Regions from separate parts of the Capra hircus genome. Here region 1 is linked to region 2. The links are chromatin contacts, called in public Hi-C maps. All regions are on one chromosome and are shown on one strand. The core of a region is the stretch at or near the end of the contact, and the rest is flanking DNA. Distances in the headings are between cores, read along the strand shown.

Evidence for each region. A called contact is a pair of places that touch in the nucleus more often than the background predicts.
Region 1: a contact with region 2 is called in a Hi-C map of blood, with 4 times the contacts expected there. The contact joins two enhancer-like sites. A contact is called at or near these places in 4 of 5 Hi-C or Micro-C datasets (blood and liver).

The regions. Positions count from the first base shown.
Region 1 is chr16:60,832,070-60,837,251 of ARS1.2, forward strand. No RefSeq gene overlaps it. Among named protein-coding and RNA genes, the nearest start is that of IER5, 46 kb to the left of the region's middle. Within about 2 kb of position 1,797, at least 4 of the 5 cell types and tissues checked have an H3K27ac peak or open chromatin away from gene starts, as enhancers often do.
Region 2 is chr16:60,662,673-60,667,841 of ARS1.2, forward strand. The region is part of intron 9 of KIAA1614; the gene reads left to right. Among named protein-coding and RNA genes, the nearest start is that of KIAA1614, 39 kb to the left of the region's middle. Within about 2 kb of position 2,874, at least 2 of the 5 cell types and tissues checked have an H3K27ac peak or open chromatin away from gene starts, as enhancers often do.

The sequences.
Region 1 (5,182 bases), core at 547-3,046, 170 kb after region 2:
GCAAAGAACTGTCCAGGGATTCTCAGCTGGCATGGTCTGAATCAGAACAAAATGTCTTTCCTGGAGCTGCTGTATCTAGGCTGCAGCCAGGACATTATGCAGGAGATTCAGCCGTCTGTCTGGGTCACAGACCTGGTTGGTGTTCAGTCACTAAGTTGTGTCTGACTTTGTGATCCCATGGACTACAGCACGCCAGGCTACCCTGGCTTCCCTTCCCACTTAGGCCTGGACAGTCTTCAAAATATCTCCCAACCTTAAGATTTTGTGGGTTGCAAAACAGAATTCTAATTTTACGTCTGACCCCAAAGAGGCTCTTACTTTGGGTCACGGTGTCTAAGTGGAAGGATCCCAGCTCCTCAGTGTCAGACAAACCTCATTTCCAAGACTGGCTGTGTGTCAGTCACTAGCTCTGTGACCCTGGAGGATTTCCCTCACCTTTTCTCATCTATATAAGATGGCCATACTTACCTGGCAGGATTTTGTTGGCATTAAGTGAAACAATGTCATAAAAGGTGAGAAAAGAAAAGATCAAAGCAGACTCTGTGTGTGTGTGTGTGCATGTGTGTGTTAGTGGGAACAGGGAGACGCTAGGACCTTTACAGTGCTATAAAATTGAGTTACTGCCTCGTGGTTAATTTTCTTTTTCATAAGATCAGCTTATAGAGCATCAGGTTTAATGACAAGATGAAATCAACTCTGATGTGGTGCGGACAGATTCTAGCTTGAATCCTCTTTAACGGGGAAGGGAAGGGTTCGACACAGGGAGGTGGGCAGGCGGATTCTAGCTTGAATCCTCTCAACGGGGCAGGGAAGGGTTCCACACAGGGAGGTGGGGAGGTGCTTGTGACTGTGCTGGGGGAGGGGCAAGAGAAAATCATCTTCTGAGGGCTACAGACAGACACCCCCTGGCCCCATTCCTGGCTAAGGGTGAGACTGCCCATATGGGGGTAACCACCCCCACCCCCAGCCTTTTGAGGAAGTAGTTACTTGGATAAGACGCCCATGACTGCTGTGGCCCCGTCTGTGGCAGCCTTCAGCTGTGACTGGGCACAGAGTTCCTCTGAACCATCCCACTTCAGCCAGCGCCCACCTGCCTCTCACTTAATCCCTCCTGATTCCTCTGTCACAGTTAGCCTCTACAAGGAGCTGTACGTGACTGACAAAGCTAAACATGCTCCCTCTCCCAGGGACACTTGCCCTTCAGCCCCAAACCAGCTGTGAATCTGCACGGGGGGCCGCTCTTCCGTGGCAGGAGAATCCCAGTGGAAGTGGGCATGGATGGCACCACCTGGTGTGTCTTTTCGCCAAGCTGACCCGCTGACAGTGGTGAAGGAACAGGCCCAGCTGGGCGTGGTGTGGGGGAGTGCTCCCCCTCTGCCGGGTTGGAGGAAGTGAGTGGTCCAGCCTCAGGCCCCAAGCTGACTCAGTGGTTCCTGGAAGGAGGTGATGTCATGGTGACATAGCAGTTCCTCTCCCCAGAAAAGTCAGTAGGAGAGTGAGTGACGAGTGGGTCCCATCGGCACCGAGGCCTGGGGCTCTCTTCGAAGTGGCCACATTCCTCCCCGCTGGCTGGCCACTACATGCTACCTCGGTCGGTGAATCTCCAGATTCCCACAGCTTGGATCGTCTGTCCCTACAGTGACTCCATATTCGGGGCAGTTTTGATTGATTTTAAGCCTTCTGCCTCTTTGTTTTTCCAGGTAAACACACTCACAAATGAGAGGAAATTGTTAGGTCTGAACAGGCCTCCTGGGCTTTAGGAAAGCAGCGTCGCCAGGCTGGATGGAAACCGGAACATGGGATCCTGAGTAGCCTTCCCGTCTGCATCTATTCTCAACAACATTCCTAGCTCGGAAGAGTTGGAGCTGCGTCCCTTTATTTCTTTTGTCTTTTCTGTACTCCCCACCGGGGCTGAGGGAGTGGGAACCTAAAAATGCTTTGCGGAGGGTGGGGTAGGGGTGGCAGGCACCCCACCTTGTCCTTGTCAGGCGCTCCCTCCCTTTAGCTCATGGGGGTTGAGACATCTGCATCAGGGCCCCTGTGGGGAGGGAAGCAGGCTCAGTCTGGCTTCTTCGAGGTCAGATCAGCGCTAAATTGCAAGCAGTCAGGCCTGGTGTGGGCTTGGGAAAAACCCGGCTGGATTTGTGAGGGCTGGGGATGCTTTCAGAAGACCCTTTCCCTGCCCCCTTGTTCACCGGAGACCCGATTCCCCGGGAGGCTGCATGTCAGACCCACGTGGAGTATCACGGGTCCTTTGTCAGCTGGAGTCTGAATTCCAGGGCCACCTCCGTGGTCCTTCCCAGACCTGTTCCGACGTTATTCGAGCGAGCCGGGCGAGACCTTACGCTGCCCGATGCTGCCCCCTGCAGGCTGTTGAGGGGCACAGCGAGCTCTACCGAATGGTGGCTTTTCATCACCTAAAGTTGTCAGAGCAGCTAATAGTCCATGAACAGGGAGAAAATTAGGCTTCTCCAAGTGAATTGGGTGTTGAAAGATACTGAGATAAATGGTGGCGGTGGTAAGGATGACGGATGCAGTCGTGTCTGTTGCAGCCATCTCCTTGAAACCCCAGCTCACAACCACCCCAGGGGAACAGCAAGTGTTTCAAGGCCCTGTTTAATGAATGTCAGAATCAGTCCTAGAAAGGTAAAACGCTGTGCCCAAGGTTATATATCCAGTAACTGCTGGAGCCAGGACCTGAACTCAGTGACCCCAGAGCTTTGTGGCATTGGTTGTCCATCACCCCGGCCCAAGAGAGCAGAATCCTGTCCAAGAGGAAGATCCCTTCTTCTGTGGTGTGAACAAGGTTCTGTGGAATGAAGGTGAACTTTCCACAGCAGTCTCTTCACTACGAGAGCTTTAGTTGTAGCCTCCGCAATGTAATTTTAGGGATGCTGGCAAGATCTTCTTACCTGGAAATAGGTCCCCCACTTGCTCTTCCCATTGCTGGGAATCTCACTATAGGAAAGCCATTCTCTTGATTAACATTGGGTAGGTGGTACTCTCTTGCTAACTGGAAATATGGTTCCTAAGGGAAAGTCACATGTTAACCCTTACATTGTAAATCTACATCTGTGGGGACTAGATTGCTTCATCCCTATGATGGAGAATTAAGGATGAGGGGAAAGTGGCAGACTGAGGGGTCTGATTTTATCCCTGGATGTCCAGAGATTCCCTACACTGAGGATATCCCAAATTAAATTTGTCTTCTCCCCAACCCTATTCTTTCTTAGACATCAATCTTCAGGTTCTCCTTCAATCCTCCACCTAATTGGTCCTGAAGTCCCACATGCCTTGCCTCTAAAGTGGTGCTTGAATCTTTCCCATGCACACCTCCAGGCTCTGGTCTTCTCAGGCCCCCATCAATTTGTCCCTTGCTTTTTTTTTTTTTTTTTTTTCCGCATGGTATATGGGATCCTAGTGCCCCAACCAGGGCTCAAACCCGACCCCCTGCAGTGGAAACTCAGAGTCTTAAGCACTGGACTACCTGTCCCTGACTTCTTTCTAACTCTGCCTTCACTGTTTAACAAGACCCCAGGGCAGCAGCGGAAGAAGACTTCCTGTTGGTAGAATGTAAACAGAGACATTACTTTGCTGACTAAGGTCCGTTTAGTCAAGGCTATGGTTTTCCCAATGGTCATGTATGGATGTGAGAGTTGGACTGTGAAGAAGGCTGAGCACCGTAGAACTGATGCTTTTGAACTGTGATTTTGGAGAAGACTCTTGAGAGTCCCTTGGACTGCAAGGAGATCCAACCAGTCCATTCTGAAGGAGATCAGCCCTGGGATTTCTTTGGAAGGAATGATGCTAAAGCTGAAACTCCAGTACTTGGCCACTTCATGTGAAGAGCTGACTCATTGGAAAAGACTCTGATGCTGGGAGGGATTGGGGGCAGGAGGAGAAGGGGACAACAGAGGATGAGATGGCTGGATGGCATCACGGGCTCGATGGACGTGAGTCTGAGTGAACTCTGGGAGTTGGTGATGGACAGGGAGGCCTGGAGTGCTGCGATTCATGGGGTCGCAAAGAGTCGGACACGACTGAGCGACTGAACTGAACTGCACTGAACTGAAACCTGATAATGCTGTGTTTCCTCTCAAGATCCTCCTCATTGCTCAAGGAGTACGGACTCCTTAATCTTTTATTACAGGTCCCTCGGGACCCCTCTCTCTAGCCCCAGCTCCATCTCTTTCTGTATGTCCCTCCATCACCCTTCTCCATCCCATTTCCCAGCCTGACTGGCAGACAGTTTTCCTTTGTTATCTCGAATGTTCCTTCACATCTTCATGCCTTTGCCCTTGTGCTGGTTTTGTCAGAAAAGCCATTCCCTTTGGTGGTCAACTGACCACTCCTCAGTGAAGCCATTCCTGATTTCTATCTCCATCTCCTAAGGAGGAGGTAAAATTTTAAGTCTCTGTCTCCCTGACTAAGCCTGGATGCGTAAATGAATGAAGGATGAGTAAATGAAGTCAGCTGATGAGCGGGCTATCCATTCATTTCACAGGAAGTGCTGTTATTTTTTTTAAATGAATGCAAACCGAACCGTGGCTCCGTTTACAAATGTTGCACCAAACGTGTATGCGTGTACCGTGGTGGGATATGCCAACTCTGTTATGATAAATAATTTTAGGGGCCTTGAACTTACTCATACAAGCAGAATCATTTCAGAACATTGCCATGGAGACGAATGAGGATTCAAGCAGCAGGGTACCACTTAGGCACTGACAGATTTTATAGAAAATGGGCTTAGACACACCTTTCTTGTAAAAAAAAAAAGCCCCTAGCTAATAGGAAGAGTGCTTCAAGGCAGACTAAAGCCTTGCACTCTTGATGAACAAAAATTCCCCGAAGAAAGGGAAACAGGAAGAAGCAGGTCAGGAAGAAGATAAATTCTTAGTGATAGAGGGAAAGACAAAAGGAGAAAGAGGATGCTGGAGACCTAACATGATGCTGGAGTTCCCGATAGTATCAGAAAAAAGCAGAGGATGAAGATATCTGAAATACTGTGTATCATTATATGGAAGAATGTAAGGAGAGAATTCTGTTGTGCAAAGTGATGGAATATCACAGGGAATATTCATGGCTGGAGGAAACTGGACCTTTGAACCTTGGCAACATGTTCATAGTTTAATACAGAACTAGAGCTTAAGTCCTACAGTTCTGATCTGCAGAGAATGACCTC
Region 2 (5,169 bases), core at 1,624-4,123:
AGATGGCAGGCTTGCTCCACTGTCCCTCCGTCCATCTTGAAATCAGAATCCCGACTCCCATCTTTTCACGGGAGAGTCAGAGGGAGGTTGTTTGTCTTGGCTGGCTCTCCGGATCTCTTTGATGTGGTTGGTGTGGTTCCCTTCCTCTAGCTGCGGAGCGTGTCCGCGCCCGTGGACCGTGCCTGCCTGTCTGTGCACCCAGGCCCCTCCCTCAGGGCAGGCTCCTGCTGGGGATGTTCACATGGATCCTGGCTCCAGGCCCCTGGCCGGGCGGCCTGCTAGGTCCCGATTCAGCAGTGGCAGGATCAGGGAGGGTCTCTGGACGTCCTTCTGCACCCTGGCTAGTTCTCAGCCCTTCCGCATGAATGTTTCAGGGAAAAAATGACTTGCCTTTACCCAAGGTCTGTCGGCTAGGATCCACCACAAGGCAGAAGTGAAGATCGTTCAGTTGTGTCTGACTCTTGGCAACCTCATGGACTATACAGTCCATGGAATTCTCTGGGCCAGAATACTGGAGTGGGTAGCCATTTCCTTCTCCAGGGGATCTTCCCAACCCAGGGATGGAACCCAGGTCTCCCGCATTACAGGAGGATTCTTTACCAGCTGAGCCACTAGGGATCCATCACAGGGCAAGGGACCTTGAGAGGTATTTCTCAGCTGAGATGAGTAGGGAAGGCAGACAGACATGCAGGAGTGGGAAGGAGAGGAGAGAGAGGAGGAAAAACAGAAAGGCAGACACAGACACACTCAAAGCTGCCCTGGATGGATTGTGCCGTGGTGGGTTTAGCCCTTCTGTGCTTTGATCTCCTGAGTCAAAGCCATTTAGGTGGCAGAACACTACTGCTGCTGGGGTTGCAGACTGAAGTGAGTTCTTGCATATGTTCCATCATTTATCTTTCAACAATATATGTTGAGCATCTCCTAGGTGTTGTAGATACTGGGGACAGAGCAGTAAATGGAACAGATGAAATCCTTGTCCTCAGGAGTATACATTCTCATGAGGGAGTTAGACTATCTGCATAAATATATATATATACAGCAGGATAAGGCCCCAGGGCAGTGAGTTGGGAGTCCTGATGGGGCAGCTTTTCTGAGAAAAGACCCCTGAGCAGACAGACACTGGCATGAAGTGAGGGTGGCCCCATGTGATGTCTGGGGCAGTGAGTTCCAAGCAGAGGGAACAGTCCATGCAGGGCCCTCAGGGCTGGAAATGAGCTTGGCCAGTGGGAGGAACTACAAGGAGGTCAAGCTGGACAGAAGGGGGTGAGGGGGAGAGACTAAGCTGAGGGTAGGCAGGTTGGGGGACAGCTGAGCCTCAAAATGTGGGAGAGAGCCCGAGCTGAGCTCAGAAGGGGACATCTTCGTTGAAATGAGACAGGAGTTACCAGGGGCTTGGAGCCGGGACTGACATGCTCTGATTTAATGCTTTTACCAGGGTCCCTGGCTGCTGTGTTGAGAATAGACCCTAGTGGGATGCAAGGGGAGCCAAGGAGCCCAGTTTTAAGGTTATTTCAATAGTCTGGGAGAGACATAGTGGCAGCGGCTTAGACTGGCACGGCCGTGGAGGTGGTAAGAAGTGGCCAGGTTCTGGCTGACTTGAAGGTAGTTTTGACTATTTGCTGGTAGGTTTTACTTGAGTGTGAGAGGAAGAGAGGACAAGAGTCTCCCGACTCTGGCCCTCGGGAGGGTACCCATCTGTCCTCGCAGGGAGATGGTGAATGTGAGCATGTGTTGACCATTGTAAAGCATTCCACAGGCTGTTAGCCACTCTGCCCTTTCCTCCAGCTTCCTCTACCCTTCGGTCAGGCCCTGCCAGAGGGGCAGCATGCAGGCGTAGGTTAGACGACAGAGCATGGTTTGTACTCCAGCGCCTCTGCTGTCTGTGTGACCTTGAGCAGGTTACTTATCCTCTCTGAGCCTCTAGTCTCTAATTTGTAAAATGAGGGACTTCCCTGGTGGTCCAACTATTAAGACTCTGTGCTTCCCCTCTAGGGGTTATAGGCTCAATCCCTGGTTGGGGAACTAAGATCCCACACGCCAGGCAATGCGATCCAATAAATAAGTAAATGCTGCTGCTAAGTCGCTCTAGTCTTGTCTGACTCTTTGCGATCCCATGGACTATAGCCCACAGGGCTTCTCTGTCCCTGGGATTCTCCAGGCAAGAATACTGGAGTGAGTTGCTGTTTCCTCCTCAGTGGCTGTTTCCCGACCCAGGGATCGAACCCACGTCTCTTATGTCTCCTGCGTTGGCAAGCAGGTTCTTTACCACTAGTGCCACCTGGGAAGCCCATATGTAAATAAAGAACATCTAACCTGTAACCTGGGTCGGGAAGATTCCCCTGGAGAAGGAAATGGCAACCCACTCCAGTACTCTTGCTTGGAGAATCCCATGGACGGAGGAGCCTAGTGGGCTACAGTCCACGGGGTCACAAAGAGTTGGACATGACTGAGCGACTTCACTCACTCACTCACTCACTCATTCAACCTGTAACATCAAACTAACGAAACCCTGCCTGGAAAAGTCATTTCAGTGGGGTATATAGGAAAGTACCTGGCACTTGTATTCCTTCCCTCTTCAGAAAAAGAACGTGTATTTGGGGAGTAGAACTCCAGACAGAGGGCGGGTGGCGGGGGGAGGGGGCCCAGACACGATCTGTGTCAGCTGCCAATGTGAGCTCACGCCCAACCAGGCATTCTCCTGTGCCCCCCATCCTTCCCACAAGTCCCTTTAGGCCTCTTTGCTGGCAGTGGGACTCCTTCCCCGATCACCCGTCACGGACTGCTGATGGGCAGGGGTCTCCAGTGACCAGGAGCTTCTTGGGCTCTGCCTTGGCGTACTCTGCGGGCACCCCTTGCCTGGGTGGGTGCCAGCTCTTCCCTGTCCTGCCCAGGTGGCACCCTCCTCTGGCCACTGCGGTTGGCTGTCGGCTGTCCTGCAGAGATGCCCTCACCCTTGGAATGCGGCTGGTACTGGTGCGTCCTTGCCTCAGGCCGTGCTCCAGCCCCCCTGGGTCACTTCTGGGCCTCAGAGGGGCTGTGAGTTGGGGCTGGTTTGCATTCCTCACTGAAACATCATGATGTGGGTGTTCCTTGCTGGCTGTCACATCTAAGCCTGTACAAGCACATGAGAACGGCAGGCTTCGCCTTCTGCTTCTCATTGAAAACAACACAGAGATCATACATCCTGAACACAGGCCATTGCCAGCAGACGATGAATGTCTACAACAGCCTCTCTGTCATATTTGTGTCATGACTTCCAACTGTGAAACGTACCCTGGAGTCCCCCCTACATGGCAGGCGTGACAGCAGTGTCTGGTCCTCCGACTCCATTCTTTTGGGTTTCTTCATCCCTCCCCACTGGCATGCTCTGCTGGACAGCAGCCATTTCTGCAGGTTCCTCCCCTGCCTCCTTACCTGCCTTTCCCCCCGCCCTACTGCCAGCACGCAGACAAGGCAGGCAAGCAGTTAAAGAACCCAGAAAGAAGAGGGGAAGGCTAGGGCAAGGGCTGCGAGAAAAGCCTTGTGCAGCCAAGATGACAGGCCCTGCCAGGAGGGAGCCGGCCTTGCGGGAAAGGATCAGTTAAGCCAAGAAGCACTGAGAGCGAGTTCCACAGCTCAGACCAGGAAGCAGGAACATGTCAACAGATTGGCTTTGCTAAACCCAAGAGCTGCAAACCTTCGGGTGCCTTAGAGGAGATTGCAGTGCACATTCAAACCCCAGTTTTCAAGGGTGGGCTTTGAAAAGCTTGACTTCTCTTGGGACCAGAAGCTCTTATGAGGCTGGGTGGGCTGGAGAGATGACTTCACACGCATCCAAGATGTCTTAAAAGGCTTCCAGCTAGAGAGGAGATGCTCTTTCGGGTCCCTTCTAAGAACATTGATTTTAAGAAGAGGAAGTAGAGAGCCGGGCGTGGACTGGATAGCTGCTAAGTGTTTCTAATCAGCCAGCTGAGCTCAGGCTGGGGATCACTGAGGATGCTTAAAGCCACACCAGCATGTCCCAGGGCGCCCTGCAGGGGCCGTCACCACACAGGCTCCACAGCCTGCAGGCTTCCTGCTCTGCACACCTGTGCTCACTTAGGGCGATTTGGTGGGTGGGGGGCACCCTTGGATGAGGGACACCCAGTCCTCCCTGGAAAAGCCTGTGCTCCGTTGCTCCCTCAGGCAGAGACAGCTGAAGGGGAGGGTTTGAAAGGTTTTCCGCAGAAGTTGAGGCAAGAGGGGCTCGGTCAGCTGGACTGTCGTACACTGTGTGGCCAGGGAGCCCAGCCCAGCCAACCCGAGGCCCCCACAGCCTGCTCCGCTGACATGAGTTCCTCAAATTGAACTGTGGAAAGAAGGAGAAGCAGCTCCTTCCGAGGTTCACCCTACCTCAGACACCCAGGAAATGGTCCCAGCCAGCTGGGGCCCCTCGGGGGCACTGGACGGGAGAGTGTACGCAGAAAGGAAAAGTGAGCCACTATGACTGTAAATGGGGGGTAGAATTTCTATGGGGTCTTCCCTCATAGCTCAGTTGGTAAAGAATCTGCCTGCAATACAGGAGACCTGGGTTCGATCCCTGGGTCTGGAAGATCCCCTGGAGAAGGGAATGGCAACCCACTCCAGTATTCTTGCCTGGAGAATCTCATGGACAGAGGAGCTTGGCAGGCTACAGCCCATGGGGTCACAAGAGTCGGACAACTTAGCGACTAAACCACCAACCCAACCAACCAGAATTTGTTTCCTGGGCTTTTGCCCAGATGCCTCTGAATTCTAAGGATCCATATCCAAGGAAGACTGAAGCCAGGGCTGGTCCTAGACAATCCGGTGAGGCAAACCAGGTTTGGATTTGACTTCAGCCTGTTCACTACTCCCTGGGCTTCCCAGGTGGCGCTAGTGGTTAAGAACGTGCTTGCCAAGGCAGGAGACATGGGTTCGATCCCTGGGTCAGGGAGATCCCCTGGAGAAGGGAATGGCAGCCCTGGATAGAGGAGCCTGGCGGGCCACAGTTCCTGGGGTTGAAAGAACTGGGCATGGCTGAATGACTAACACTTTCTCTTGTTTGTGACTCCAATGATACCATCCACCCCCAGCTACTTGAGGGCAGCAGCTGGGTCTTATTTGTGAATCCCCACCTAGAGCAGTGCCGGGCATGTCATAGGTCTCAACATTTTCCTTATTTTATAATCA